Linked DNA regions of Mus musculus: regions 2, 3, 4 and 5 are each linked to region 1. The links are chromatin contacts, called in public ChIA-PET, HiChIP or PLAC-seq and promoter capture Hi-C maps. All regions are on one chromosome and are shown on one strand. The core of a region is the stretch at or near the end of the contact, and the rest is flanking DNA. Distances in the headings are between cores, read along the strand shown.

Region 1 (5,942 bases), core at 1,286-3,785:
GTATCTTTGGATGGCCTACATTCATGAGCCTTACTTCCATCCCTTCTACACCTTCTACACTGCACAGGAGACTTCTTCCCTGGACTATCATAGAATAATTTATCCTTAGGAACTATTCACAGTCACAGCCACAGGCTTTGTATGCTGAGTTTGTCCCACCATAACTGAATTTGGGTATTAAACTCTATATCCGCAGGAGTTTTCATCCATTTATAAAGAGGTACAAATCTGGCCCTTTTATGTCCAGTAGCCTTTTTGCACTCAGCATTAGCATTTTTAAAAGCGAAACATTCAATTAAAATCTCTCTAGCAGTTGGATCTGATATTGCTCTATTTGGAGATAGAGTTAACCTTGGTAAAAAGCCAGTGAAAGATTCATCTGGGCCCTGGGTCACCTTTGTAAAAGACTGAACTCCACCCTGTTGTAAGGCTCTGTTGTAGGACGGCATCGTCAGGGTAATCTGGACTCTCAATCCAGAACAGTCCTTCACTTAGTAACTGATGGCCGACACCATCAGCACCTCCATCCTATTTCACTGCCCCACACGGAAGCCTCATCTTTCCACCTCAGCCATTGCAATTGAGGGCCAGGCTTTAAGATGGCTGGCATCAAATCTCTCCATTTGATTGGAATTATATGATTTTTTTGTGTGGCCCAGTTATTACATATGGTGAATGTAAGCCATAGCTCATTACTGCTTCCTTAAGCGTTCTAAAATCCTGTGCTTCTAGAAGTTGCCATTCAAATTCTTGATAACCCTGTGAATTTCTTTCATCTCCTCCCAATTCCTTTATCAAGTCTGGAAAATCATTTTAGGTTTTTTAACAGATGTAGACTGCCCTTTTCAGTCTTGTTCCAAGGTGGTACTGAATGTTTTAGCCTTCTTTCCCCTGTCTATCTCAGTATCTTTCTCAATTCTAATTATAATTTTTTTTCTAATTTTTCTCCTAAGACCCATCTCCATTTTTTATATTTTCTTCTTCTTGTAGCTCTACTATCTTAGTATTTTCATTTTTATTTATAAATCTTTCCAATTTCTCTTCTATGACCTGTCTTCATTTTTCAGATATCTTTCTCGTCGTATCTCTACTACTTTAGAGTTTTCCTAATTTTTATTTATATTTTTTTCTAATTTTTCTTCTAAGGCCTGTAACCTACATCTTCCAGTCTTCTCCTTATCTAAGTTTGCTTTCTTTTGATCTCTCTTTAAAAAGATATAGAAAATTTGTTATCGTTACTGAAAAAAATTATTTATATGCTGATAACTATAGCAAAAATTATACAGACTCTAGATGCCCTGTGCCACTGAGTTCTTTCCATTTTTATCATAGAAGATATTTTCCCTTTAATCTCTATCTCCTTAAAAACTTCGATTTACCAACTTAAACTATATTTGTCTACGATGTTTTATATTTAGTCTCTTTCCTCTTTTATTGTTTTCAAACTTAATACCTTACCGGTTCAGAAGTTTGGGGCTTTTTAGTCCCATAGCCGCTGCGGGAAAATGTTCCTTTTGTTCTTTAGTGCGTCTGCAGGCTCCACAGACCAGCAAGTGTCTACGGTGGCTAACTTCAACCCCTCAGCTCAGTTCAGGAGGCTGCCCCCATTGTTTCCATCTTTCTGCAGGCCCTTCCGACCTGCTGCTCGAGAATGGCTTTAGGTCTTTACCTGCAGCCACCGGCTGAAAGCCAGGCCTATGTGCCCCAGCTCTGGATCGCAAACTGCGCTTGGTTCGTGCAGCTCTGAGAAGCTGCTCGCCTGCGGGCCACGCCAGAGGCTCGTGGCCGGCCGCTGCCTGACTCAGCAGCCGCGGGAGTGCTAGACCCGGGCCGCTGCAGACGCAGGCTGGAGTGCGTTCCGGCTCGCTACCCAGTTGCTTATAGACGGCCGCTCAAGCGCTCAGCCCGCCGCTACGGGAAATCTTACGGGAGAGAAGCCGTGCCTGGCTTTCTAGTTTAGCACTCGCTGTCCACAACTTTTCTAAGTTGCTGGCCCCAGCAACGTCAGATACACTCGCGGCAGAAGTTGTGGCCGCAGACGGTCACCACCATAAGCTTTGACTGTTTCCTGATTCGTGCATAATCATCCCGTTATTCTAAGTTCTGCCACACGTGGCTGGTTACCTGGTTCTCAGTTTTTGCTGCTATCTCCATCAGCGTTCTGGGGCCAAACTTGCGTCGGTGTCGATCCCGGCATCCACCCCGGCCCCTCTCTTTTCCAGGCATCACACCTTCTAATTTCCTGCCTAAGCTCACTGGCCATTGTATTGACCGGAGAAAGGTTTACACAGTGCACAAGAGATTAGCTACAGAACCCATGGCCAAAGTTTGCAGCATCCGGATCTTGGGGTGCGGGGACACCACCTGCGGAGACTTGTCACCGCAAGAGAGGCGAAAATGCGATCTCTTGCACTATAATTCGATTCCGACCCCGAGCCCCGATACACAGCGGCCAACCCAAGAACAAACGGGTTCTAAAAAATAATAAAAACTAGCTTCCTGCTTCCGCTGTGGTTTCTCTTCCGGCGGAAGTCTGAGAGCTTAGTGCCGGATGTACCCACTACCCAGGAGGCTGAGAGTGCCGCTACCTGCTCCTGGCCCGTTCCCACTGCGCTCTCGCGGCGGAGTTGCCCGATCCCGGTGCACCACGAAAAGCTCGATCCAGGCGCAGACGCCAGCACCATGGCTGCCCCAGACTTGTCCACCAACCTCCAGGAGGAGGCCACCTGCGCCATCTGCCTGGATTACTTCACCGACCCGGTGATGACCGACTGCGGCCACAACTTCTGCCGCGAGTGCATCCGACGTTGCTGGGGCCAGCCCGAGGGCCCATACGCGTGCCCCGAGTGTCGCGAGCTGTCGGCGCAGAGGAACCTACGGCCCAACCGCCCGCTCGCCAAAATGGCAGAAATGGCACGACGCCTGCACCCGCCTTCTCCGGTCCCGCAGGGCGTCTGTGCGGCGCACCGCGAGCCGCTGACCACCTTCTGCGGCGACGACCTCAGCCTGCTGTGCCCCATCTGCGAGCGTTCGGAGCACTGGACTCACCGGGTGAGACCGCTGCAGGAGGCGGCGGACGACCTCAAGGTGCGTTCCATTGGGTGCAGCCGGCCAGTGCCCGGTGCGAAGGGATGTCCCGTTACTGCCCTGCCCTGAGTTGAGGAAGTGTGAGTTACAGTTAACTTGATCCTGTGACGGGGTCGGGATTGTAGCCTGTCTTATTCCAGGATGAGATGCACGTGCATTCTGGGGAAAACCGGGTGTTGGTAGTCAGTCCAGACTCAGCTTGGAGAGCTTGTGAAGGGGCCCGCTGTCAGATCAACAGTTTGGCCTGTGTCAGAGTTGATACTCTGCCAGTGTGTCCCCATCACTGCATGAACTTGGGTGACCAGAATAAACCAGGCACCAAGTCTCCTTTACTTTGGACTTTAGCACAAAGGTGAACTTATAAACTTATAAACTTAAAAAGCTTATAAACAGAGATCGTCCCAGTAATTTTTCATTTCGTTTCGTCCATACCCGGTTTACCGATGATTGGTTGGCAGGTTTACCCCCCTGCCACCAAACCCCTTAATGGTGCTGAAAGAGACCCACATCTCTCCACGAATGACATGATAAGCCCTGAAGGGACAACACTAAAGCTGCTCTATTGCCAAAAAAGAAAACCTTTGTCCTCTGTCCTGTTAAGTTCACTGTCTGAACAACAGACAAGACAGATCAGCTTAAGTAACACTAAGTTTCTCTTGCATAGGGGTTCACACAAGAAAAGAGAAAGAAAAGCTCAGAGAAGCAGTTACCCTTAGGCCTTTTATCCCAAAAGGTGTGGAGTTACCAGAAAGAGACCTTGTGAAATAGGAAATGATTGTGAAATAGGAGGCTGATGGCAGAGAGGGTGTCTCCCTCCTGCAGAATGGATGCTCTGTCTTGCGTACGCTTAGGTATCTGTGGCTGTTCAGCACAGGAGCAGGTTTGGGTGTGGGGGACACAGCCTGCTTTCTGGTAACGCCAGGAAATGGGCAGATAGCTCTTCCCTGTGACCAGTGGGCCTGCAGTGAGCCATCCCTCCACTCACTAGAGTTTGGGAGGGGTTCTTTAGGCCATGCTGGCCTACGTGGTCCTGGTGACAAGTTCACTCTTTGGCTCTGGGGCCATGAGTGAGTAGTATCCAGAAGAGAACCAAAGAGACGGAGGAGGGATTACATCGGCAGGAACCAGGAGCTGAGGGGAGAGCAAGCCCAGGCCTATCCCAGGGCCTCCTGGGCTCCACTCCACTCTCACCACACCCAGGGTAGGAAGTCTGGGTCATTACCTAACCAGTGGTAGGGTTGCATGTGGCCAGAGCTCGAGGCCTTTGCCAAAGTGTGTGCAGGCTGCTGTTGCTTCACAGCTGTTTACAATACTGCTCCTGACTTAAGCATTGAAAATAGGGGCTGGCAAGATGGCTCGGGCGGTTGAAAGAGTGCACTGCTTCTCCAGATTTTCGGAGTTTAGTTCCCAGCACTCGGGTTCTGAGCAGCTCAGGGCTGCCTGTAACTCCAGCTGTAAGGGGATCTGACCTGTCTGGCCTCTACAGGCCTGGCTACTTAAGTGCACTTCCACTTGCTGACACTAATAAAAATTTTTGTTTTTTTTTTTTAAGTGAGAAAATGGCTGGGAGTGGTTTCTTAGCATGCACAAGGTCCAGGGTTACAGGAGAAAACGCTGGAAAGACTCGGGCAGAGCTCAGAACAGAGCCTGGAGGTGTACGTGATGGGGTGGGGGTGGGGGGCAGAGTGAGGGGTATGCCTGATGTTTCCAGAGTAAGGCAGCCTCTGGGATAGGCCTGTGGCTTCTCTGGCAGCTGCAAAAAAGTGGGAAAGGAAACTGGACCAGGTCCGACCTAAGAAAATACAGCCAGACCATGAGGGACTCTGAGGGAAGCTGCTGTGGGAAGAAGCCATATCTAGTTTGAACTCCCATGGTGCATTCCCCACTCTGTCTTACCGACAACTATGGTCCAAGGCCCTGGATGCTGTCCAAGCTCAAGGCATGTCTAGTAAGGGCCATTTCCTGGCTCAAAGGTGGCTCCCTTCTGGGTGTGTTCTCGTATTTCCAGAAGAAGGGGCGGGAACTCTCTAATCCCATCCAGAGAGCCTTACTCTCATGTCCCAGTCACCTTCCAAAAAGTCTAGCCCACCACCTGGTGGAATTTTGGGAGACTGGCTCAAGCAAGCCTTAGCCCCTGACATGCTGTGAGCCCTTGTGACCACAGATGGGAAGAAGAGGAGGGGACAGTGTCTTGAAGGGAGAAAAGCTGGGTCCTCAGTGCCAGCTTGTTAGTGTGTCCTATTGACAGAGCCTGGACATGCCCACTGAGCACAGAACAAACTGTCACTGCAGAGGTGAGCAGGGCTGGCTCGGGGCCATGGGGCTGAGAACCCAAAATGAGAAACCTCAACTATGATAGTTTATGAATTTGGGAAAGGGGAGGGGCGCTAGAAAGGATACTGCCAAATCAGGAGAATCCCTGCCAACTGGGGGGCGTTTTATCTACCATTGTCTGGACAGATTTCATTTGGTCCAATGGGGAGGTTGGGATTAGGAGGTCAGGAGGGGAAAGGCAGACTTCTGGGTCTGGGCCCCACCTATAGGGCCTGATGCCTCTTGGGATTCTCATGGCACCACCCGCTCTCCATCCCACCAGGGGAGGCTGGAGAAGTCACTGGAGCACCTACGGAAACAAATGGAGGACGCAATGCTGTTCCAAGCCCAGGCTGAGGAAACCTGTGCCTTGTGGCAGGCAGGTGCTGGGTCTCGGGTGAAGGAGGGAGTGTGGAGTCAGTGGCTGGTGGCCAGACTAGCCTCACTGAGACACGCCAGCTGGAATATGTGTGTGTGTGTGTGTGTGTGTGTGTGTGTGTGTGTGTGTGTGTGTGTGTGTGTGTGTGATATAGGATACCTAA
Region 2 (5,942 bases), core at 1,721-4,220, 970 kb before region 1:
GTTGTGAGCCATCTTGTGGGTGCTGGGAACCAAACTTAGGTCCTTTGAAAGAGCAGCCAGCGGTCTTAACCAGTGAACCCTCTCTCTAGCCCGATGATAATGATGAAGATTATAATGATGATGATGATGCTTATTTCAAGACAGGGTTTCTCCTTGTAGCCCTGACTGTCCTGGAACTCGCTCTATAGATCAGGTTGGCCTGATCTTAGAGAGTCCCTTGTCTCTGCCTCCAGAATGCTGGGATGAAGGGTGGCCACCACCACCGGCTTTCCAGACCTCCATTATTTGAATCTAGGAAAAGCTATTGGATTTGGTTCTGCCATGGATTGGCTTTGTGACCTTGGATGAGGAACTTTTATTTCTCTGAACTTCAGTGTCCTCATCTTCAAAAGAAGGAGATGAAATCATTATTCAGTTTACCTTCCCAGGGTTGAGTATTTCTAGTTGAGGACAGTCCTAAAAGGTTCTAAGTTCTGAGTTCCCCCTCCTGATATCCAATGCCTCTCTCTGGCCCCGGGACAGGACTCAGAGTAGCCATCTCTGAGCCCCAGTTCCCACACAGCAGGGCCTGACCACTTTTGTTGGCACCGGCACTGTGAGCTGGGTAGATGAGCCAGCTAGTTCGACATTACACAAAGCCCTGCTATGCCCGAAAGTTGTGTGAGGGTATATCTCCTCTCTATATCCAATTAGTAAGTGGCACATGACTTTAATCCCAGTACTTGGGAGGCAGAGGCAGTCGGATCTCTGTGAGTCTGAGTCTACAGAGTGAGTTCTAGAACAGGCAAGGCTACACAAAGAAACCCTGTCTCAAGGAAAGAGAGAGAGAGAGATATAAAAGAAAAAAACAAAGTATTTACCAATAACTAAAAGTGAACCCTGGTGGCAACGTGCATTGCTGTGCTCTTTGATTAAAGGGTAGACATGCCACAGTTTTAAGCTGGGGGAGGGGATCTGCCTTTAACCCCAGCACTCTTGAGGCAGAAGCAGGCAGATCTCTGTGAGTTCCAGGCCAGAGTGAGGAGTTTCAGGACAGCAAAGGCTCCCCAGAGAAACCCTGTTTCAGAAAACAACAACAATAACAAAAATACTGCTTAAATTCTCTATCTCCTTCAAACCGTATATTCCTCCGTGCTTCTCCGAGCAAGCGCTGGCTTTAGTGTGTTGTGCCTTATAATGGGGGCACTTTGGCTCTCATTGACTACTTAGGCATTAATTTTCCTCTAAGAGAGGGGCTATCAGGGAAGGCTAGAGAGCTGTCCCAGGCTTGCAGGCAAAGACTGGAGATGGAATTGAACACCAGATTGCTATGAACACTTTCCCCAGTATTCCCGGTGTCCACAATACCAGTGTCTGGTCTCTAAGAGTCTTTTCAGGAAGCCATGCCCCCCACCCAGGAGACCACCTGTTTTCTAATCCTTCTTTTGGAGAGTTCGCCAACCTTCCAGGCTGTTCGGTTCTCAGATTTCTAGATCCAGTCAGTTCCTGACACGTCTCTTATTTCCAGTATTTTGGGATCTGAGTTCAAGGAAACCTTCTCTCAGCAATTAAAGAAGCCAATCTCAGTTAAATTCATGATGTTGTAACCCTCTAATCCCAGCACTAGGGAGGCAGAGACAGGTGGGTCTCTGTGTGTCCGAAGTAAGCCTGGTTGCCTGGTCTACAGAAAGAGAGAGTTCTAGGATAATCAGAGCCCAGAACTAGACAGAAACCAAACCAAACCAAACCAACCAACCAACCAACCAATCAACCAACCAACCAACCAAAAACTCTGCTTGAAAAACAAAAAAATACCCAAACAAACCAAACGGAAAAAACAACCCAAAACAAACAAAAAGCCAATCTTGTCTACTTCATTACAGCACAGTGACTACTGCGCTGTAATGAAGTATTTGTTTCTCCTGTTTACTGTGCCTTCCCCCACCTTACAGTGTAAATTCCGGGAGGACAGGTGCTTGTTAGCCTGGTTTATTGGCAGACCTTTCTAAGAACTTTGCAGGCCCCCAGAGCATAAAGTCAGTAAACATTTATTGAACCAAATGACAGAGAAATTTGAAACCACCTGGCATAAATGGTTCCTTCATTTTACAATAGAGAAATCGAGACCCAGGAAGTGGACCTGACTACTGCTGATAACCCCTAACTAACTGCAATGGGGTCAGGGTTAAGATACAAATCTCAGAGCTTTCTGAGTCCCTCAATTAAGTGTCAGTTCAACTCTACCCTAAACAATTCTATAGAAAAAACACAAGCGACTTGAAAGAAAAGCCATTTCCTGCCTATAAAACACTGGGTTTCGAGGGCCTGCATAGCGTGGGTACTACTGGGAATTCTGTTCTCTTTCCGAGGCGCTCGCTGCCCCTGTGGGGAAAGAACTCCCTTGGACCCATTACCAGTGCTCTGGCCAGGCTGCAGCTGGGCCAAGGTCATCGGAGTGGGGCCAGAAGCCACGCACAGGGGGCGGCCAAAGAACCCCTCTGCATCACTAGCCAAGTCTGGGCTGACATAGTAAAAGACCCCAACGCGGAGCCCCGAGAAACACTTGTCACCAGCGTTAGCAGGCCGGGCCGGCCGCGTGGCCAGGTCCCATGTGCTCCACCTGCGACCGTTCTGGGGCGCTGGCCCTTTAAGGCTCCTCCCCCACCCCCGCCCTCCGAAGTTGCATCAGGCACGTGCTCGCCCCCGTCCACTTGCCGCGCCACAGGAATGGTCTCCAGGGGGCGGGGCCGGGGCGGGACCTTCCGCCCTGCGCGCGCGCGCCCGTCGCCGCGCCGTCCCCGCCCCTCGCGCGCCGCGTCGCGAGGCGCGCGCCCGCCCGCCGCCCGCCGCGGATCGCGTGGTCTGGCTCGGCTCTCCGCGCCGCTCCCCCCCTGGCCGTCCGCACCACTGCAGCCCCCCGAGCCGCCCCGGGCCGGGGGCGGGGGGACGCAGGCGGCGGACCGAGGTCCGCCAGGCCGGCTAGGCGCGCCGGAGCCTTCTGCCCGGCGCGCCACTCAGCGTCAGCCCGTCCGCGCCGCTCCGCGTCCGCGCGGCCCGGGCTCCGGCGCCCCGCCAGCGGCCTCGAGCGGGGCCCGCGGCGCGCCCGGCCCCTCCGCGCAGATGGCCACTCAAGTGGAGCCGCTGCTGCCGGCGGGCGCCCCGCTGCTGCAGGCCGAGGAGCACGGCCTGGCGAGGAAGAAGCCGGCGCCCGACGCCCAGGCCGAGTCGGGCCCGGGTGACGGCGGCGGAGAGCCCGACGGCGGCGTCCGCAGGCCGCGGCCCGCCTGCGCCAGGCCTGGCCGCGACGGCGCGGAGCGCGAGAGCCCGCGGCCACCCGCAGCTGCGGAAGCCCCAGCGGGGAGCGACGGCGAGGACGGCGGCCGGCGTGACTTCGTGGAGGCACCGCCGCCCAAGGTGAACCCGTGGACGAAGCACGCGCCGCCGCCGGCCGCGGTGAACGGACAGCCGCCTCCAGGTGGGTCTGCGCGGCGCGGCACTGGCCCGCGCAGTGACGCGGGCGTTTCCCTCGGAGCGGGGCTACCGGGGCCGCAGCGGTTGGTGGCAACGGCATGCCTCGGGCCTAGCTTGGCGGACTGGGCCGGGCGGGGCCGCTCGTGTGCCCTGTGCTCCCTATGCGTCTCGGCGCCTCGAGAGTGCGTGTTCAGAGAACATGTGTCATGGCTCCGAGCTGGGCCTGGCTTTGAACTTTGCAACTTTGCGCTTCGGGGAGCCGGGTGAAGCGTGGGGAGCGCGGGCCCCTGCGTGCCCGGGAGCCGGTTGCGGCCCGCGGCGACGCGAGGGGCGTGTGTGGCGGCGAGGGAGTGGCCGCGCCGGTGCGGGGCGGGCGGGTGACAGTTGGGCGCCATGCGCCGTGCCAGGACTGTTCGCAGCGCTCGCCGGCCGGAGCTGCGCGCGGGGCTCCCCTCCCCCGCTGAGTCCGGGTGGGAGGTGGCTCGGGAATCCTAGCCGGGCGCGATCGGCGTGGGCATCTAGTGGCGCACCACTCGGGCACAGCCTCCGCTTGGGTACTCCTGGGTGTTTGATAGTGAGCATGGCCCTTGAGTTTGATCGTCGGAGTCCTGGTACTTTTAACTTTAAAAAATGAAAAAAAAAAAAAAAACCAAAACCAAAAACTTGCTATGGAGCTTAGGTGTGGTTGCCTAACCTAAGCTGGGCACCGAGGAAGTCGGAGCTAGCCGCTTTCAGGTTCCAGAGTGCTGGAAAGTGTAGGCCTAGCCCTGGGGGAAACCAGCACGTTGGTTGCCCTTTCGATTTCTCTTAGGGTTGCTTCATAAGGAAGAGGGCACATGGGGTTGGGGGTGTTGTAGTACCAGAGTTTCCCTCTTCTTCTCCTTCCCTTCCCGAATCCTCTTATGCAAGGGGCAGTACTGAAACCTCCATTTTCTTTCATATCCTCGTTTTCCACCCACAGAGTGGAGGAATCAACTTTAAGACGCTCTTTGGTCCTGCCCCTCTTTAAATTCAGAGGTATAATCATCCTCTCGAGCCGCGCTCCTCAGAAGTTTAAATGAGGCTGTTCGCTCAGTTCGCCGCACTTAGCTACTGGTGAACCTGCCTTGTGGGTTTTAAATCAGCTGTGACAATCAGGCAGGATTGGGTGCCTGAGCTGGCATTTTGTGTAAAGCCATGGGCCCTTGATAGCTTGCGTCATTGGAGCTATTGATCGTGGGAAGAAGACAGTTTGGCTGGCATCTCAACTTTTCCTCAGGATAAAGCCAAACTCAATTTAAGTGACCAAAGCACACATTTTAGGTATACTATATCTGTTCTGTTCCAGTGGGGTTTTTTGGTTGTTTTTTGTTTTGGTTTGTTTGTTTTGTTTCTTTTGTAATCTTACCAGTTGGTTTTGATAGAATCTTTGGAGTAGTTTTTTGACAGACTTACCAGAACTAATCCAATAGCTTCTGAATTTAAGCTTGTTAAGACCTTGGTGCTTTTTAAAGTGAATTCTGTGATTGGGTTGTCTGTCTGGCAAGGCTAGGTGGTGGTGGCCTTATTGCCTCAGCCAAAGGGATCGGTAGGTCCCTTTTCAGCTCTGATTTTATCTTCAGCCAGGACATCTTTAAATGAATGTGCCACCAGTGGAGTGGTTGTGTGGTCTTGGGATTTTTATGTTCTGTGATGCATGTGTTTTTGGGAGTGTACAGAAATGAGTGTCTCATAAGCAAGCTAAGCTTTCCAAAGCTTGCTGCAAATGCCTATTTTTAGCCTTCTTTTGGCTCAGATGCTGGTGTTTAAGTATTTGAGGGACACTAGCAGTAACTAGTAATAAAGTATGTTTTACCCTCTCTTCCTTCCATGTGGCATTTCCTATCTTGTTTAACCTCTAAGTCCTAGGTTTGTATTGGGGAGAGGGGAAAGTGAGGGCATAGTCTTAGTGTAGCCTGGAACTTAGCTTGGAACGGAATCAAGGCTGGTCCTAAACTCCTGATTCTCCTACCTCTGCCTTCCCTATACCTGGTTTTAACCCCTCCCCACCTCCACCTCTGTGTGTTTGTTGTTCCTTAGTTCCAGTTTCATTCTTTCTTTTCTTTATACATACATTATGTACCTACTGCAGTTTCCCCTTCATTTTCCCCCCAACTCCAACCCACCCCCGTTTTAGATTTATGGGTTTTTTTGTTTTTGTTTTTTTCTGTTTTTTTGAGACAGGGTTTCTCTGTAACCCTGGCTGTCCTGTAGACCACGCTGGCTTCGAACTCAGAAGTCCGCCTGCCTCTGCCTCCCAAGTACGGGGATTAAAGGCGTGCACCACCACTGCCCTGCTAGGTTTATGGTTTTAAGTTTTGGGATTTGTCCTTTTGGACACCCTCCTGAACAGTATTTTTTCCATTCTTTCCCCTTATTCCAGCCACACCCCCTCTCAATCTTGAGTGCCCAAGTGGGAAGAGATGCATAGATTTTTGGGGTCAGTCTGCACGTGCTGTATCGCTGTCTCTTGT
Region 3 (5,942 bases), core at 1,845-4,344, 810 kb before region 1:
AGCGCGTTGAGGCCCAACCCGCGCCTCTCGCTCCCGTGCGCCGCCTGGAACTAAATTCCAGGTCCTGAGGTTACATATTTTCCTTAATTAAGGATTTAGACCTGTGGAACCCGCCAACCAGCCACTGAGCACACACGCACACGCACACGCACACGCACACACACACACACACACACACGCTAAATAAATAATAAAGGCCAACACACACACACATACACACACACACACACACACACACACACACACACACGCGCTAAATAAATAATAAAGGCCAACATGATGTGAAATACCCTGTTTCTACCAACCTCAAGGTTGACTAAGAGATGAGCTAATGCGTTTGTGTGCATTTACCGCCATATATACCTGTATTTAACTAAAGCTCCTTATTTTGTCCAATCCAGCAAGGCAAGTATTATTAAGCGAGAAACATCTGGGACAGATTGGACAAGGCAGTTCAGTATCCCAATTAAGTTTTTTTTTTTTTGGGGGGGGGGGGTTCGAGACAGGGTTTCTCTGTATAGCCCTGGCTATCCTGGAACTCACTCTGTAGACCAGGCTGGCCTCGAACTCAGAAATCCGCCTGCCTTTGCCTCCCGAGTGCTGGGATTAAAGGCGTGCGCCACCATGCCTGGCAAGTTTTTGTTTGTTTGTTTGTTTGTTTGTTTTTAAATGCTACATAGCGGCGTACTTTTCCAGTTTTTGGGAGGTGTTTTAAAGACAGATGCAAGAGTGTATTTAGCTGAAATACTAAAAGAATGAATCTGAGCTCTGGCTCAGCACTCAGGCAGGAGGATTGCCATGTGCTCCAGGCTAGGCAGCCTGGGCTATAGTATGAGAGCCTGTCAAAATAAATGAAATGAGTCAGGAATCAGAAAGGACAGGAAGAGACTCTGTAGTTGGGTGGGAATTCTGATTCCTGATACTGGGGTATTCAAAGATTAAAGAGCAGAGGTTTGACATCCCGCCTCCTGCTTAATGGAGTGCCTATGCTGTGAGAACTAGTTAGTGGTGTGGAGGGAAAAAAGAATTGAACTCTGCTTACAACTCAAACCCAAGCAACTTGTTCAGATTCGACTGTACTTCTGTACTGCTGTTAGCCCTTCCTGAATGTGGCATATGGAAACTTGCAATGGCTATCATTAATAGAGAGCCCTTACCTATGCTAGCATAGCCTAAGGGCACTAAATTCAGGGTTACCAGACTCCACATTGATCACTAGTTTTGCCAGGAGCACACAAACGCATTAGCTCGTCTCTTAGTCTTTATTATTTATTTAGTGTGTGTGTGTGTGCTCATATTTCACAATGTGTGTGTATGGAGGTCAGAGGTCAAGGAGTTGGTGCTCTCTTTCCATGATATGGGGCCTAGAGACTGACTGACTTCAGCTTGTCAGCTGGACCATCTCGATAACACCCCATCCCGTTGGCTTTTTTTTTTTTTTTTTTTTTTTTTTAGACAGGATCTCACTATATAGCTCTGACTAGCCTGGCACTTGCTCTGTAGACCAGACTGTGTTGAATTCACAGAGATCTACCTGCTTCTGCCTTCCTGAGTGCTAGGATTAAAGGTGTGGGCCACCATGCCAGGCAATTTGGTTTCTGAAAGAGTTTTCTCAGTAATGTTCACAAATTTGTGTTAGAGTGATCTTTCCTTCCTCTTTCTTCTTTTCCTTTGAGATAGAGTCTCACTGTGTAGTTCTGATTGGCCTGGAATTTGCAGCCCAGGGCGACAAACTGGTGGAGATCTTCCTGCTTCAGCCTCTCATACGCTGGGATTACATCATGTGGTGCTACGCCAGGCTCCTTTTCTCTGAGACAGAGCCCGGCTTGTGTAACATGGTGGTTCTTTAACACCAGTCTCCCACATGCTGATGTTACAGTCATTTTTAACAAGAACCCTGAGGCCCACTGAAGACAGAGTTTGATGAACCAGCCTGCCTCCATTTTAGGCTTAAAAGGTATCTTTTTTTTTTTTAAAGATTTATTTATTTATTATATGTAAGTACACTGTAGCTGTCTTCAGACACACCAGAAGAGGGAGTCAGATCTCATCATGGGTGGTTGTAAGCCACCATGTGGTTGCTGGGATTTGAACTTCGAACCTTCAGAAGAGCAGTCGGGTGCTCTTACCCACTGAGCCATCTCACCAGCCCAAAAGGTATCTTATAGTAGAGGCAAACTAGATTCATTCCTGTTTATGATTAAACCTCCATTTCTCACTGATTGGGCTATGCCACACCTGTAATCTTAACTATACATGGTTCTGTGGGTTCCAGAAAATGGCAACTGTGTCTTTGTTTCAAAACCATCTTGTTAATCCTACCTTTGTTTCAAAAGGTTTTTATGGCCGGTCATGGTGGCCCACACCTTTAATCCCAGCACTCGGGAGGCAGAGGCAGGCGGATTTCTGAGTTCAAGGCTAGCCTGGTCTACAGAATGAGTTCCAGGACAGCCAGGGCTATACAGAGAAACCCTGTCTCAAAAAACCAAAAAAAAAAAAAAAAAAAAAAGGTTTTTATGACTACCTTCTTAGGACCACCTTGTGATCATAACTTTCTTTCAGGAGGTGGTTATGACCAATTTGCTAGTCTGTTTCTGTTTATGGGACTAACTTATTAGTCAGCTCCTGTTCTAGTTCTGCTCCTGTAACCTCCACCTAGCAAATCCATTTGGAAACACCCAACCCCTGAGCTATAGAAACCTTGTCTTCCTCATATCCGATGCTGCCTTCTCAAACGTTGCTTTAGGGGGAAGCAGTTCCTGTATGCAAATAAAAAAAGCTTGCTTTAATTAATTGCTTGCTTTAATTAACTTGGCCATTATGATTTGGATCAGTGGTCTTTCTTGTATCTTTGGCCTTAAATATTTAGGATTAAAAGGTTCTCCTGCCCTTTTCAGGCTGTTATGAGGTGAGGTCACAGTTTTTCTGATTTTCAGTCTTTATGAGGTCATTCACTCCAAAGAAAGACTGCTCTGACCAGACTTTTCACAAGGACGACGCATTCCTGGTCTCCATGACAACGCACTCTGACTTTTCCGGTCCCGGAAGCCGGCCTCGGACTGCGCATGCGTATAGTCAGCCGGCGTTTGATCCCGGAGGCTTCCGTAGGGCTCAGCATGGCGGCCGCACTACTGCGAGAGTTGGGTAAGGCTTGAGTCTTTCTTAGAATTTGGGAAGGAGGAGATAAAGAGAATCGAAGTTGACAGCTCGTATTCACGTTGCAGGTGCACTGAGGGTACCTAACCTGAGGATCTGGGCAACGCAGACGCTGCGGTAAGAGTCCTGCCACGAAGATCTTGCAGGCTGCGCCTGATCTGCATCGATCACAGTGCACTTGTGTGCCAGGCAGTACTTTCGGCCTCAGGTGGAGGGCGGCCCGACCCAGAACCCCATAGAGACTGTTGCCTCCGGGGGCTCCTCTCGGTGTTTTCTGACCAGCCTCTCCCTATTCCGTAGGCACGATTCGAATCTTCGACTTTGTGTGCTATACCAACAAACATTCCTGGTTATTTCTTTATTCACTTGCCGTGGGCAAGGACTGTTTGGAGACTCGAGGCTTGCCTGACATTGTACATTCGTTCGCTGTTGTTTCTCAGCAACTGGAGTTTGAGCCTTTTGCTCTGCAGAACATTCTGGAGCCTCTCGAGAAAGCCTTTTGTTTGTTTGTTTGAGTCTCGCCATAAGTCAGTCTGGCTTCTGCTTACCAGTCAGAGGCTGGGATCCTAGGCCATGCACTGTCCTGCTAGGACACAAGCGTCCCTATGCAGTTGAGTTAGCACTGGCATGGATCCGTAGGGTACATCCGAAGTTTCGATTACATATATAGTACTTGCAAATGAATTGCTTCTTTGGAGCAATATTTTGACATAATATAATTATAGTTGTTTGATTCCGTTTAAAACCCATTTCAGTCCTGAGTATTCATAAAACCTGTAAGTATTCATGAAACTTTGTCACTGTTAATTCATGGCATACTTAATTTACCAGACACCATATTGATTGCCAAATCTGTATTGAGGTTTTGAGAAATGCAAGGCAGTTTCTAAGGGATGGCAGACAGTAGGTACCTCACGCTCACAAAATCTTGTTTAATAGTTTATCCTAATGGCTTCTTTGAAAGATTGAAGTCAGAGTTGAGCAGCTTATGGTTCTGTCACCCTGCTGTGAGTGATGATATAAAATGATGTTAGAGGCCTTAGAGACATTGCCTCTTTCCTCTTTCTTACATACATGAAAACCAAGGCCCAGTGAAGTGACAGTGTGCCGCTGGCTTTAACTATGTAAAATGTAAACACCAGTGATTCAAACTGGAGAAGAAAGTTTGAAGGCCTAGAGATTGCAGGTGTATCTGGATGGGAGACGAGCCAGCTCTGTAGTGTCTGGATAAGGGTGGTGGTGACGTGGCTCCCAGAACGGCAGAGAGGTCCAAGTTTCTGTTGTCTTATGGGCTTCCTTCCTTTCAGGGTTTTACCCCCGTCGTGCATCCACACGAGTGCTTCTCTTGACATTTCTCGCAAATGGGAGAAGAAGAATAAGATTGTTTACCCACCTCAACTGCCTGGCGAACCTCGGAGACCAGCGGTAAGTTTGTAGGGAGAAGTAATCCCCTAGTTTTTAAATCTATTTTTAATTTCTTTTGAGTCGGGTCTTATGCTGGTTTTGAATTCAGCACTTAGCCCAAGCTGGTTTTGAACTCACAAAACCCTGCCTGCCTCTGCCTCCCAAGTGCTGGGATTGACGGTATGCACCACCATGCCCTGCTTGACCAGTACTTGTGTTCTTATGTGCCAAGCAGTGAGGTTTTCCTCCGGGTTAAAGGGGCTTTGTGAAGTAATTTACATGTTCTAATTAACTGACCTAACTGTACCAGATTGCCTTTACCTCCTAAACTGACCTAAGGGTTTGAGATGTTGATTTTGACTACGTGAGGCTTGTTGGTAGTGTCGTCATCGTCGTCCTCATCATCGTCATCATCGTCCTCTTCCTCATCATCATCATCATCGGGCTTTTTTGAGACAGAATCCATGTATCCCTGGTTGTTCTCACTCTATGGACCAGGCTGCCCCCAAAGTCACAGAGACTTGCCTGCCTCTGCATCCAGAGTGCTGGGATTAAAGTTGTGTGCCAGCATACCCACCACGCCCACCACGCCCAGCACACCCACCACGCCCACCACGCCCAGCACACCCAGCTGATGGAAGCATAATGAGTTGGAAAATGTTGCTTTAACCACTGTGTGTTTGAATTTAGGTACACTTACAGTTTTGTTTCTTTCTATAATGTACAAACCTTTAAACTTCAGGTTTGGATTGAATCATTGGATACCTACCAAAGATGTATCTTCTTATTAGCTGCTCAGCGATAAAATTATTGTGTTGCGTACTTCAGACTGTCAGAGATTATTCTAGTGACATGTAAAGCAAAGTCCAGCTTTAAGTGAATTTGTGGAGGCATGCAACTGCTATAAGGTTCGGGAATTACACGTGAGCACTAGTACATGCTGTGTATGCAGTGCCATGGCTCAAAGCCAGAGAAACGTTCTTACAACTGAGTTACAACTTCAACCATCGATTAAAAAAAAAGGCATCCCCGCCGCACTTGGGAGGCAGAGGCAGGTGGATTTCTGAGTTCGAGGCCAGCCTGGTCTACAGAATGAGTTCCAGGACACAGGACAGCCTGGTAGGAGGGCAAATAGTGGGAAGAAGGTGGACTTTTAGAGTCTTTGGAGAACTTTGGGAATGTCTTAGGGTTTCTATGGCTGTGAAGAGACACCATGACCATGACAACTCTTATAAAAGAAAACATTTAATTGGGGCTGGCTTATGGTTTAGAGGTTTAGTCCATTATTGCCATGGTGGGCAGCGTGGTGGCATGTGGGCAGACATGGTGTGGAAGAGGACTCCATCCAGATGAGCAGACAGCAGAGAGAGAAAGAAGCACTG
Region 4 (5,942 bases), core at 1,461-3,960, 780 kb before region 1:
TCCAGGAGGGTACATAGTCCTGGTCCCGGGATGAAACTCTAACTCCAGACTGCCCCAGCTGGGAGCCGAGTTCTGGGTAAATGGCTTCTTCAAGAACAGGCTACATGTGCTCTGCATACCCTGTGTCCACACGCTGCATCTGCTGAGTCCCTTTGCCATGGACTTTTATCTGGTGTCCAGTCCATAAATACACGCTGCCGTGCCAGCCAGGGTCCCTCTCAGAGATCACTGGCTATACTCATGGGAGGCATGCTTGAGTGGCGATAGCTCCCAAGGTGGAATGCTGGGATCATTAAAATGTAAGAATCTAAAACATCTTCCTGAACTTGGGGACCAACTCCACTTGGCTCATGCAGACACTACATTTAGAACAGGAAATGGAAACCCCTAGTGCCAGGGAACTGTGTGGGTAACTGTTTACAGCAGCATTCTTTCCTTAGGCTTTGAGGGGGAACAGAGAGGGGAAGAGAGGGGGCAGGGCCTCTAGTTGTTTCTAAAAAAAAAATCACATATACAGGAATTGGGGTGTGAACATGGGCCACAATTGTTCCCTTCTTTCCTCCCTCCCTTCCTCTCTCCCTCTCTCTCTTCCTTCCTTCTTTCCTTCCTTCCTCTCTTCTTTTCTTCCTTCTTTCCTTCCTTCCTCTCTCTTCTTTCCTTCCTTCTTTTCTTCCTTCCTTCTTTCCCCTTCCTTCCTTCCTTCCTTCCTTCCTTCCTTCCTTCCTTCCTTCCTTCCTTCCTTCCTTCCTTTCTCCCTCCCTCCCCCCCTCTCTCACTCTCTCTTTCCTTCCTTTGTTTTTGAAACAGGGTTTCCTTGTGTAGCTCTAGCTGTCCTGGAACTTGATCTGTAGACCAGGCTGACCTCGAACTCAAGAGATCCTCCTGCCTCTGCCTCCTGAGTGCCTGGTTTGTTTAGATTCTTACGAAACTGACATCTCCCTGTAGCCCAGCAGGGACAGGAGTCTGCTTCTTGTTCTTGCTCTGGTGACAGTCGGGAAGCAGAGGCCAGCTATAAAGGCAAAGGGTAGAAAAGAATACAGGTGGATAGTGGCAATCCTGCTGATGTCCCCTGATGTGGCGAATGTTCCTCACACAGGAGAGATCGTTGGGAAGTTCGCATGCACAGCAGTCACCTTTGGGTCTCAGGGACAGAGACAGCCTGGTCCTAGGGGTCTGTTATACCTTCTTTGTAAATCATCACCTGTGTATGCACACACATATGGAGGCTACAGGACAACTTTGTCTGTCTTTCCTCAGAGGTTCTCCACCTTGTTTATTGACACAAAGTCTCTCACTGTAACTGGGGCTTACCAAATAGTCTAGGCTGGCTGGCCATCAGCCTATCTCCGTACTGGAGTTACTAGTACATATCACCACGTCTAACTTTTGACATGGGATCTGGAGGATTGAACTCAGGTCCCTGTGTGTGCACTGTAAGCACCTTACTGACTTCATCTCCCCAGCCTGTCAATCATCTATTGACCAAGTTCATCGATCAGGAACACTCCTGTGCAAGGGCATCTTGCAGAGTGCTGCCTGCTGTCATTTTCTGAGCGAGAGAAGTCACAGGTGGCAGAGACACTTAAAAATGAGATGACTTAGCAGGTAAAAGCACTGACTGCTCTTCCGAAGGTCCTGAATTCAAATCCCAGCAACCACATGGTGGCTCACAACCATCTGTATTAAGATCTGATGCCCAGGCCGGGAGAGGTGGCCACGCCTTTAATCCCAGCACTTGGGAGGCAGAGGCAGGCGAATTTCTGAGCTCAAGGCCAGCCTGGTCTACAGAGTGAGTTCCAAGACAGTCAGAGCTATACAGAGAAATGTCCTGTAACTCCGGTTGCACGGGTTCCAACTCTCTGCTCCGACCTCCGAGGCTCATGCACATGCACACCTATTGAAGGGAGGGATGGGGGAGGGAGGGAGTCAGGATGTTAGGGACAGTGAGTGAAAATGAAAGACCAGGTCAGTAAATGGCCTGGGGTGGGGGGAGCCCTGGGGGCATGGACTGTGCAAATGAGCACACACTTCCCATCAGCCACTTACCCTGCTAAGCAATTACACAGGGAAACTAGCCCATTCCCCTCTACCTGGGCACTCAGTGGTCCAGGGCATCACTGTACACAAAAAAAAAAGGAGAGGGGGAGGGGGAGAGGGGGGAGGGGGAGGGGGGAGGGGGAGGGGGGGAGAGTGTTTATTTTTATTTTTTGGTTTTTGTTTTGCTTTGTTTTAAATATTTTTCCTGAACTCAAGAGAAACCGGTGGGCAGAAGGAGACCACTTAAAGGTGGCATATTCTGCCGCATACTTTGATCCTGGGGAGACGACAGAATTGGAACAGGGCAGAGTAGGTGGAATTTCTGCCCCTGAGCTGAGTGGGCGGGAAGGAGCGAGTAGACAATGAGAAGCGACAGAAGCCCCAAGGAGCAGCAATGAAGGGCGAGTAGTTCTCCAAGGACCAAGTTCGCTGGGTCTCAACATGGTGCCATCATTAAGAGGGGCTCCGGAAAGGAGGTAGCAGGGTCAGACAAGGCAGCTCTGACCGAAGTCTGAATGGCAGGCTTCACGGGCAGACTTCTGACCTCTATACCTGGAATCTGGCCCAGTTACCCCTCTCTTTGAAGAAGAACGTGGCCTCTGAGTGCTAACTCCCGAAAACTAGCCATTTCTAGGAACTGAAACTGAAAGCTGTTCGGGCATCAGGCCCCGCCCCTTGGGGAGGAGGCAGGCAGGGCTCACGCCTAGAAGTTGGGGACTTACATCTGGGCCAACATAGATAGAGCAGGGTCTGAGAGGAAACCTAGGAGCTCAGGCTGCCCTTCAGCTGCTCCTGCCTCTTCTAATCGCTCTTCCCCACAGGACCCTGCCCCACCACACTTCTCTCTCTCCTGACCGTCCTGAGCCTGGATTGCAGCTTTGTAAGGCTTCTGAGCAGGTAGGTGAGGGGCTCCTGCTTGGCCTATAAACCTGCTCAGGGCAGGGGAGTCTGGGGTCAGGTGTTCCTCTGGGGCACCCTGTGCAGCAGGCACCCTCCTGCACTGTCTTCAGGATCGGAGTGCATGGTGTCTGGCTGAATCAAGTCCTTCCAATTCACCAGAGAGAAGCAGTGTGCTTCTTTTTTTACCTGGGTATCCCTGGGTTTGTGGGTCTTCTGAGGGAGCCTAGTTAAGAGAAAACAGGTGGGATTTTACTCAAATTCTCTTGGCCACTACTTCGATGACCCCTCAGGGGCCAGAGTCCAGGATCAGAACAGCCCACAGGTAATATTGGAACATTCTGGAATTGTGTAATGTGCATCTGTTCTCCATGTGCGACACGCAGGGGCTAGAACTCTGGCTTGGAAGGCTGGGTTCATAAGGAAACTTTTTGTCTAACTCTGTTGGGCATTATCTATCTGCCTTGGAGACGCTGGTTCTTCATCTGCCAGCATTTAATTTAATCTTTTGGAAGAGAGTATAACAAAATGCAACCCGACGGAACATAGTAACATAGGCAACCAATGGGCTGCCACTTCCACTGTGTATGTGACCTTTTTTGTGCAGGTGTGTGTGAGACTATTGCATTTGTGTGTGGGCCCGAGTGTCTGCTTGCCAGTGTGTATGTGTGTATAATCCAGAGGCTGACATTAGGGTGTCTTCCTCAGTCACTCTCCAATTTATTTCATTTTATTGAAATAGAATCTCTCAGTGAACCTCTTGGCTAGACTGACTGGCTGGCCAGCAAGCCCTCTGGGATCCTCCTCTGGACCTCCACCTCTCCAGCTAGGGTATTTTAGGCATGAGTATTGAAACTGGCTTTTATGTGGATGCCAGGGGTTCAAACTCCTGCTTGTGAGGCCAGTGCTTTCTTCATTGAGGCATCTCTTTCCCCCCCTTTCCCCAGAGTATTTAGAGAGATCTGGATCTTTATGGAGAATTGTAGTCAGCTTTAGATCAACCAGAAGCGTGACCAGGAACTGCTTTGTATAATTCAAGATGTCTTTCTTCTCTCCTTTCTTCCTTTCTTTTCTTTTTTCTTTCCTTGTCTTTCTTTTTGTTGGTTTTTTTTTTTTCTTGAACAGTCCACGGGGGCTTTTTATTTATGTTTTACACCTCTATAAAAAGGTGGCACACGCCTTTAATTCCAGCACTTGGGAGGCAGAGGCAGGCGGATTTCTGAGTTCGAGGACAGCCAGGGCTACACAGAGAAACCCTGTCTCGAAAAACCAAAAAAAAAAAAAAAAAAAAAAAAGAATCCCGGGATTTCCCCCCTCTGTGTGTTTTCGTCTTGCTTCTTCATGGTCCAGTACGGTGAAGCCACACTGACAGGTGGGAGCAGGTCCGCACTTGTTCAGCCTGCCTTTGGGGCCCACAGTAGTCCCCAGCTCTGAGATCATCAATGATTTAAAATTCGCCAATGTAGCTTTGCTTCATCATCTCAGTTAGGACCTGAGCGATGCCTTGGCCCACGGCCCGACGAGTGCCTGGCATTTGCCTCTCTTCTCAGCTGTTCTTGAGAGCACCCGCCGGGGCATGCACACCACAAGCAAGCTCACGGAGAGATGGCAGAAAGAGCTCCTTGTGGTTTCTGACAATACATTTTCCTCATCTGTCATCAGTTGTTGTAAAATCGTTTTTCTAACAGGTTCTGAAGGAGAGTAAAGAGTGCAAGGCCTAGAGCAGACCCACAGAGTTCAGGCCCACAGACATAGACCTTCATACTCCATAAAGTTGAAGAGAGAAGAAAGAAGCCGAGGACCACCGGCCCAGCCATTTTAGCTGAGACTCCAGAGCGTTCACTCAGACAGCGGAGAGCTGTGGAGAGAGAGAGAGAGAGAGCAGGGCACACACGTCCCATGGATTTAGTCACAAAGTTGCCACAAAATATCTGGAAGGTGAGTAGCATGGCTTGCCTGATGTACCGATGAGAAAACTGAGACTTCAGAAACTGGTTGGGCTGGCAGGGAGTTGGATGAGGCTTCAAACACAGGTTGGGGCTCTTGGCTGAACTCCTCCGTTCTGAGCTTATGTCCAGGCCCAGCCACTGTGTGAGTGGCTGCAGACAGTGCTCTGGGGGGAGAGATGAACTCACTTCAGGAAGGGAACAAAGGGAGGAAACATCCCAGGAGAGAGGACTGAGGAGAGAGGCCACCCGGGACAGGAGGGGAGGCCACCGAGGAAAGGAGTAAAGAGAGACGCTAGCCCAGGAGAGAACTGGGTGGGGCCATCCCAGGGAACTAATCAACACTCAGAAGTTGTTCCCTGGAAGTGGTCCCACAGCTAGAACGGTGGCTTTTTGGTGCAGACACTGGGCTCTTCAGTGTAAGGATGGGAAAAGTATCCTTCATGGGATACAGGTACACACTACATGAATCAAAGAGATGGTCTTGAGTTTGGGAGGTTTTGTTTGTTTGTTTGTTTGTTTGTTTTATTTTGTTGTTTTCGAGACAGGGTCTCTCTGTGTAGCCCTGGCTGTCCTGGAACTCACTCTGTAGACCAGGCTGGCCTCGAACTCAGAAATCCACCTGCCTCAGCCTCCCAAATGCTGGGATTAAAGGTGTGTGCCACCACCTCCTGGCAAATTTAGGATTTATTTATTTATTTATTTATTTATTTATTTATTTATTTATTTATTTGAGGCAGGGTTTCTCTGTGTAGCCCTGACTGTCCTGGAACTCAGAGATTTGCCTGCTTCTGCTGGGATGAAGGGCGTTCACCACCACATCTGGCTGATGTGAAGTTTTGAAATGTTGGTGGTGATGCACACAGAAAGGGCTATTTTTTCTTTTTTTTCTTTTTGAGACAGGGTCTCACGAAGTCCAAGCTAGGCTCAAACTTACTGTGTAGGTGAGGATGCCTTTAATTTTCTTATCCTCTTGCTTCCAACTCCTAAATTCTGGGACTACAAGCTTAAGACACATGCCCGGTTTTCTGTGGTACTAGGGACTGAACCCAGCGCTTCGTG
Region 5 (5,942 bases), core at 1,873-4,372, 590 kb after region 1:
ATTTCATCCTCTGAGGGCCATGGATTCATTCATGGTTCTGCTGGGTGTTTCTTCTGTCCCATATTGAGGCTGCCTTGCTGGAGGATCCAGTCCCGTTCAACAGTCACAGAGCTGGCTGCAAGCCTGGCTCACATGGCTCTGCAGTTACAGTCTCCCCAGCATGGCCAGTCTTACAGATGATGGGCCTCTTGGAGACTTGGGGTACCTGAGAATATCACTAACTAAAAGTTCCAGGTGCTTTACAACTGTGTCCAGGAAGCACTAGAGAATCTCTCACTGAGTTTTAGAGGTCAAGCAAGTCACTAGGCATAGCCTTTCACGAAGTTAAGAGAATTTGAGATTGTCAGTTAGCACAGCTGTTTTGGGAAACACAGTTCTCAAATGTTTCCTAGAATTAGATCGGCTCATTACACTGATATATATATACTGATTACCTACCTCTCTTGGTGATTCTCATCATGTTGATTTTACTGACTGTGGCTTGGATTTGTCCCATTGCTTAAGGGCTCGTCTATGTTACTCTGGGATATAAAGGGCTTTGAGCTGCTCTGCTGTGATAGCTCTATGGAAATCCATTGGAACAAGCACTGTGGTCCTGGACTGGCATGGTCATTATTTTTCACATTTCTTACATCAAATTCTTCAGCTCTGTGATTTGTCTTGCCTTCACAGTTAGAAACACTTTCTTAATTTCCCTCTTTTTGTAATTTCCATTCATATATTGTTAACTTGCTAGTCTTGGTTACATTAATAGGCGGTAGGATAGCCACAAAGAACTAAATATAAAAGGGTTTTCAGTGCGGGGGTGGAGGTGGGGGTACAAATGCAAGGTGCTGGAGATGAGTTCAATTCCAACTTTAGTGGATCTGATGCCCTCTGCTGGCTTCTGCAAGCAACTGCACTTACACACACACACACACCCCACTCCCATATGTGTGTGTGTGTGTGTGTATAATCAAATAAAATCTTCAAGAATTACCTATGAAAGAAAACTAAATGCAAATAAATAGAAGGTTCCTGAAATGGTTCCATTGCTCTAAAGGAGGCAGCCAGTACGATGTGAGAACCTCAGTTTCCTTGGCTACCAGAACTCTAATAATAACTAGAGCAATTACTTCAGCCTTTAATAATTGATTCTTACATGAAAATGAGATTTGCAAAAGTGATCATATCATGAGGATCAGTATAACACAGATCGTTACTTACAAACACTCAGTGTATCACCAGCATCACAGAAACCTTCCACAAATGTTAGCTTGAATGAATCACTGTCAACATTTCTTGTGTGTGGTTCTGGGCAGTGAAGCCAGGACCAAGCTAGGCAGGAGCTCTAGACTGAGTTAAACATCTTCAGCTCTTATGTTAGGTTTTATCATTTTAACTGTATTGTATTTGTTACTGCATTCTCCACTGGAATACGTCCATCTAGAAGCTGAGAGGGGAGATGTACTTGTTTGTACCCCTGTACCCTAACAGGGAGTCATCTAGCCTTCTAGCAGAAAGTTCCCACTCAACGGTGGGAAAACTTTCTGTAAGGACAGTTTAAACCAGAGGGAAAAGAAAATTGTTTATGGTTATGAATAGAAGGATGCAGTCATGTCATTCTTATGACATTTTGGAAAATAAATACAAAATGTATTGATTTTGATCCACGAAGAACAGACGTTTATTATAAACGAGGTAAGACTCTGTGTCAAGTTCATTTTGTACACATCTGGAGTGACTGTAATGGAAGAAAGGGGTTTAAAAAGATACATGGGAAACGAGAGAGGAAATACAGGAAGAGGAAGAAAACAGGAAGAGCCAGGGAATTAGAAGTTAAACAGCGTAACGAGTACTTGTGAGCATCAAGTCATTTAAGCGCTTCTTGAAGATATATGGCTTCTTAGAACTGTGCTCTGAGAATGGAACTTAACGCTCAGATGCGGGACTTTGAGCCTCATCACCACACGGAAGGTGAAATGCTTTTGGATGTTTTTTGTTTTCTTTCAAATCTCTCAAAGAACCTACTGTTCCAAGAATTTCCTACAGCCCTAGGGGTTGAACTCAGTCCTTCCCACATGCCAAGGAAGTGCTGTACCACCCCTGAGCTACAACCCTACCCACCCCCCAGAGTCCTTGCTGCGGAGTTCTGCCAGAGGTGTAGGTCTTCCGGGATTACATTTTTCACCTTCCACACAGCCTTCCGGTCCTTGCCAGGAGTCTTCGGAGAGCTCCCTTCACGTCCTTATTCCTCAAGGTGTAGATGAAAGGGTTAAGGGTGGGGGTGATTATAGAATAGAAGAGGGAGATGAACTTGCCCTGCTCCTGTGAGTAACTGGATGGCGGCTGCAGGTACATGTAAATGGCGGGCAGGTAGAAGAGGGAGACCACCAACAGGTGGGAAGAGCAAGTCCCGAAGGCCTTGTGCCGTCCCCTGGAGGACTGGATCCTCATCACTGCCCGAGCAATGAAGCCGTAGGAGAGGAGGATGAGGGCCAGAGGGACCAGCACAAAGAAGGCCACCAGCACAGCCAGGGTGGCATCATTCGCCGTAGTATCAGCACAGGACAGCTTGATCATGGCTGGCACCTCGCAGAAGAAGTTGTTCAGCACCTGCCGGCCACAGAAAGGCAATTGCACTGTCAGGATGACCTGAACAAGGGAGTTGCCGAAGCCGCTGAGCCAGGCCATAGCCACGAGCTGCTGGCAGAGTGGGCGGTGCATGATGATAGCATAGCGGAGTGGCTCACAGATGGCCACGTAGCGGTCCAGAGCCATGGCCGCCAAGACAACGCACTCGGTGCAGCCCAGCCAGTGGAAAATGGCGTATTGCACCGTGCAGCCACCGTAACTGATGGTCTTCTGGGAGCTCCCCATGTTGAACAGCATCTGAGGGACAGTGGTGGTGGTGTAGCAGAGATCCAGGAAGGACAAGTGGCTGAGGAATATGTACATGGGGCTGTGGAGCTGAGGATCCAGCTGGGATACCAGGATGATAGAGATGTTCCCCAGCATAGCCAGAATGTAGAACACCAGGAGGACTGCAAAGACTGGGAGCTCCAGCCATGGCCTGTCGGAAATGCCCAGGAGGATAAAGTCCTTTGGGGTGTCCCAGAAGCAGCTGTGGTTGTCACCTCTCATGCTAAGGCATCTTCTGGGAGCTGCGATGATGAGTGAAGAGAGTTTGGGTGAGTGACTGGCACGGGATGAAATGAGTCATTTTCTCACGGTGTCTGCTTTCTCTCAGGCTTCCTCCTGCCTGACCCTCTTTAGCCCCCTGGATGGGGCGTCAAGACAGCAGTATGCGCATCTCACACCCCCTCCTACTCTGACCTTCACCAAGCCAGTCTTGCTAAACTTCAATTCCTGCATCTGTTACAGTGGGAGTGGGGATGAGGCTTGCCTCGGCTGCAGATCCTGGAGAAGATAGAGAGACTTCGGTGCCAGAGTTCCACACAGCCTCAGGCGTCATTCACGTTCAGTCATGACTCCCATGATTCCCACTGCCCCTGGAGTGTTTGACTTCTCCACAAACACGTTGATGGGAAAGTGTCCACTTTCTGAGGCTTTTTTATTTTGTCTTCTGGAGACAGAGACAGGATAGAGGAAAGAGGTAAAATAAAGCAGGAAGACGCGCTTTGCGAGCAGGGAGGGACTCTCTCGATAAGCTCACAGTCATGCAGCCTTCTCACCTCTGATGACGACACCTGGCCTGTCACTGTGAGGATGTCACTGTGACAATGTCACTGTGAGGATGTGCTCTGGCTCACAGGACTACAGAAGCTCTGGCCCTAGACTACTCACCATGGCTTCTCTGTCCCTCACTCAGACTGTAAAACAGCAGGGTTCCAGGCTCTCTGAATACCTGGAGTGGGGGGGGGGGGGGAATGGAAAACTTTACCTTCTGATTTGTTACTGATTCCCAGTGAGACCTGAGTGCAACAATGGTGAGCTTGGGAGAAAGTCCTTAGAATTGTTTGACAAAAGATCAGTTGGCTCTGGGATGCTATTTGTTTCATACTTAGAGTGACATTTAAATCTTTGCCAAGGAGATATTATCAGAGAGAGACAGAGAGAGAGAGAGAGAGAGAGAGAGAGAGAGAGAGAGAGACAGTGAGATAGAGAGACAGAGAGACAGAGACAAAGAGCACAGCCAGTTTGATTTCTGGGTGCCGCTGCTCTCAGGGAACCAATGAGCTGCCTGCCATCAGTGATTCATGGGATTGAGGTAGGAGACAAAATGAAATTAGGTCATTAGGAGTTGGCCCCAGTAAGCCTTTGACAGCCTGGAGACCTCAACCATTTGGAAAAGTTCCCCTCACGACTATCAAAGCTGCTCTGTGGATCAAAGCCCCTCTGTGTGCAGAGTCAAGGCTCTCTCTCTCTCTGGTGGCCTCTGATAACTATACTAGTCCATGATGGAGCTCCAGGGCTAAGGAGAAACTTGTCATTTATGCAGCAGAGGATGTCACCTTTTTACATGTTTCTGTTTCCACTGTCTGTACCTATTTAAAAATGTAGTTCTCAACACTTAGCCAGCATCCTCTCTTAGAGTCCCCATTCATTACTCTCTCTCTCTCTCTCTCTCTAATAAATAGTGTGGGTTGAAGTGTTCAACTCTTGAGTGCATGGCCTTCATCCTTCATTGTCTCCAAGATATGATCCCAGGGTGGAGGCAGTTTGCTGTCGCAGCTATGACAGCTTGCTGCCTGACCTACTGCACGGTCATTCTAGAGTTCTGATTTCCCAGTCTTCTCCAAGTATGCCTCTGAATACACAATGGAGATGCACTGCTTCAAGATAAAACTGAAAATCAATCTCACATGTAGGTAATTCTTAATTCTCAATTTGGTACCTTGTGCACACATTGGGAAATTAATGAAGATCTCCTTAAGTTAGACATTGCAGCAAGCACCCCTCCTCCAGCTGATATTTCAAAGAACTCCAGTGTTATTTGAAAATAATTCAAACCCTAGAGTTTAGATAGACAAGTGCTAATTTCTTCTGCTCTGTATGTAGTTTCAAAACTAACGTTCTTTACAATAGCGGTCTCACTAGGCTTGTGAAACATTCAATTATTGCCCGATTCAAAAATTCTTACAAGCATTAACTTCAGTGAGCAGGATGTATCTCGAATGAGCTCTGAAACTCTGTTTTAACACAGTGAGCCATGAAACCCATGTTTTAAGGTGCACACTGGAGACTGGGGCTAGTATGCCTTCATGGTGGTAGTGGTGGGATCGATGTCCTTTGCAGCCTCCTTGGGGACAAAGCAGCTGAATGCCAGGCTGCCACTGGCTCTGTTCTCCAGCTCTTCCCTCCAGTCTCTGCATCTCCTGCCTCTCCTGCTGGAATGCAGCTATCCAGTCACTGTACCACCTACACATGACCCTTGCTCTCAAGTGTCCTCTGAGGTCCAAGTGCCCTCTCAGGGTGAACACATTAATTTCTGCATTTGGCATAGTCACACTAGAGCAGAGTTCTTCTGGACCTATGCCTGGAGTTGTAATCTTGGAATTCCCCCCAGCCCCCTTTCCTGACATTGTGAACCAACACATCTGAAACTTTATCTATCAATCGAGCTCCCAACTCCTATGCATCCTCTCCCTTCTAACCTGAGACCGACTTCTCTCTTGTCATGATGGCTCAAAACATCCAGGGTGTTTCTAAGGAGGGTCTACTCATTTTAGCCCCCAGCCAGGATCTTGTGCTATTGATTCTATCTTCATAAGGCTGGTAAGGGCTGTCTCAGCTTCCTTTCTGTCCAGGGCAGTAAGGCCTGTCTAGACCTCAGGGCTTGCTGGCATGCTCTGCAGATGGTCTTTACTCCCCTGCTTTGTAGCCACACACAGTGACAGCATCTTTCCTAGACTCAGGTTCTAAGAGCAAAATGCCTTCAAGTAGTTCAGTTAGTTACCTAGTTTCCAGAGAGATTAGGACCATCTCCTTCCATGGTCAGA

The links. Promoter capture Hi-C pulls out the DNA fragments that hold promoters and counts their contacts. ChIA-PET counts read pairs in DNA pulled down with a chosen protein or histone mark. HiChIP or PLAC-seq counts read pairs in DNA pulled down with a chosen protein or histone mark.
Region 2: a contact with region 1 is called in an RNA polymerase II ChIA-PET map of memory CD8 T cells, with 8 read pairs. The contact joins the promoter of Larp1 here to the promoter of Trim11 in region 1.
Region 3: an H3K27ac HiChIP or PLAC-seq map of extraembryonic endoderm stem cells shows a contact between it and region 1, with 5 times the contacts expected there. The contact joins the promoter of Mrpl22 here to the promoter of Trim11 in region 1. A contact is called at or near these places in 4 of 39 promoter capture datasets (cranial neural crest, hippocampal neurons, liver and 1 more), 2 of 484 Hi-C or Micro-C datasets (brain and embryonic stem cells) and 1 of 115 datasets of contacts at active chromatin or transcription factors (extraembryonic endoderm stem cells).
Region 4: an RNA polymerase II ChIA-PET map of memory CD8 T cells shows a contact between it and region 1, with 21 read pairs. The contact joins the promoter of Igtp here to the promoter of Trim11 in region 1. A contact is called at or near these places in 1 of 39 promoter capture datasets (liver) and 3 of 115 datasets of contacts at active chromatin or transcription factors (the 230-238 cell line, bone marrow-derived macrophages and memory CD8 T cells).
Region 5: a contact with region 1 is called in a promoter capture Hi-C map of neutrophils, with 3 times the contacts expected there. The contact joins the promoter of Olfr222 here to the promoter of Trim11 in region 1. A contact is called at or near these places in 3 of 39 promoter capture datasets (hippocampal neurons, liver and neutrophils).

Annotation. Positions count from the first base shown.
Region 1 is chr11:58,975,558-58,981,499 of GRCm38.p6, forward strand. It overlaps Trim11 (tripartite motif-containing 11), which reads left to right and starts at 2,536. Exons shown (of 6, transcript NM_053168.2): 1 at 2,536-3,087; 2 at 5,684-5,779. The coding sequence starts at 2,683.
Region 2 is chr11:58,006,094-58,012,035 of GRCm38.p6, forward strand. Larp1 (La ribonucleoprotein domain family, member 1) reads left to right here and starts at 2,971. Exons shown (of 19, transcript NM_028451.1): 1 at 2,971-3,454. The coding sequence starts at 3,100.
Region 3 is chr11:58,168,570-58,174,511 of GRCm38.p6, forward strand. Mrpl22 (mitochondrial ribosomal protein L22) reads left to right here and starts at 3,095. Exons shown (of 7, transcript NM_175001.5): 1 at 3,095-3,144; 2 at 3,225-3,273; 3 at 4,464-4,581. The coding sequence starts at 3,117.
Region 4 is chr11:58,196,846-58,202,787 of GRCm38.p6, forward strand. Igtp (interferon gamma induced GTPase) reads left to right here and starts at 2,711. Exons shown (of 3, transcript NM_018738.4): 1 at 2,711-2,934; 2 at 4,623-4,872. The coding sequence starts at 4,834.
Region 5 is chr11:59,568,616-59,574,557 of GRCm38.p6, forward strand. It overlaps Olfr222 (olfactory receptor 222), which reads right to left and starts at 3,123. Exons shown (of 1, transcript NM_001011789.1): 1 at 2,167-3,123. The coding sequence starts at 3,123. The coding sequence ends at 2,167.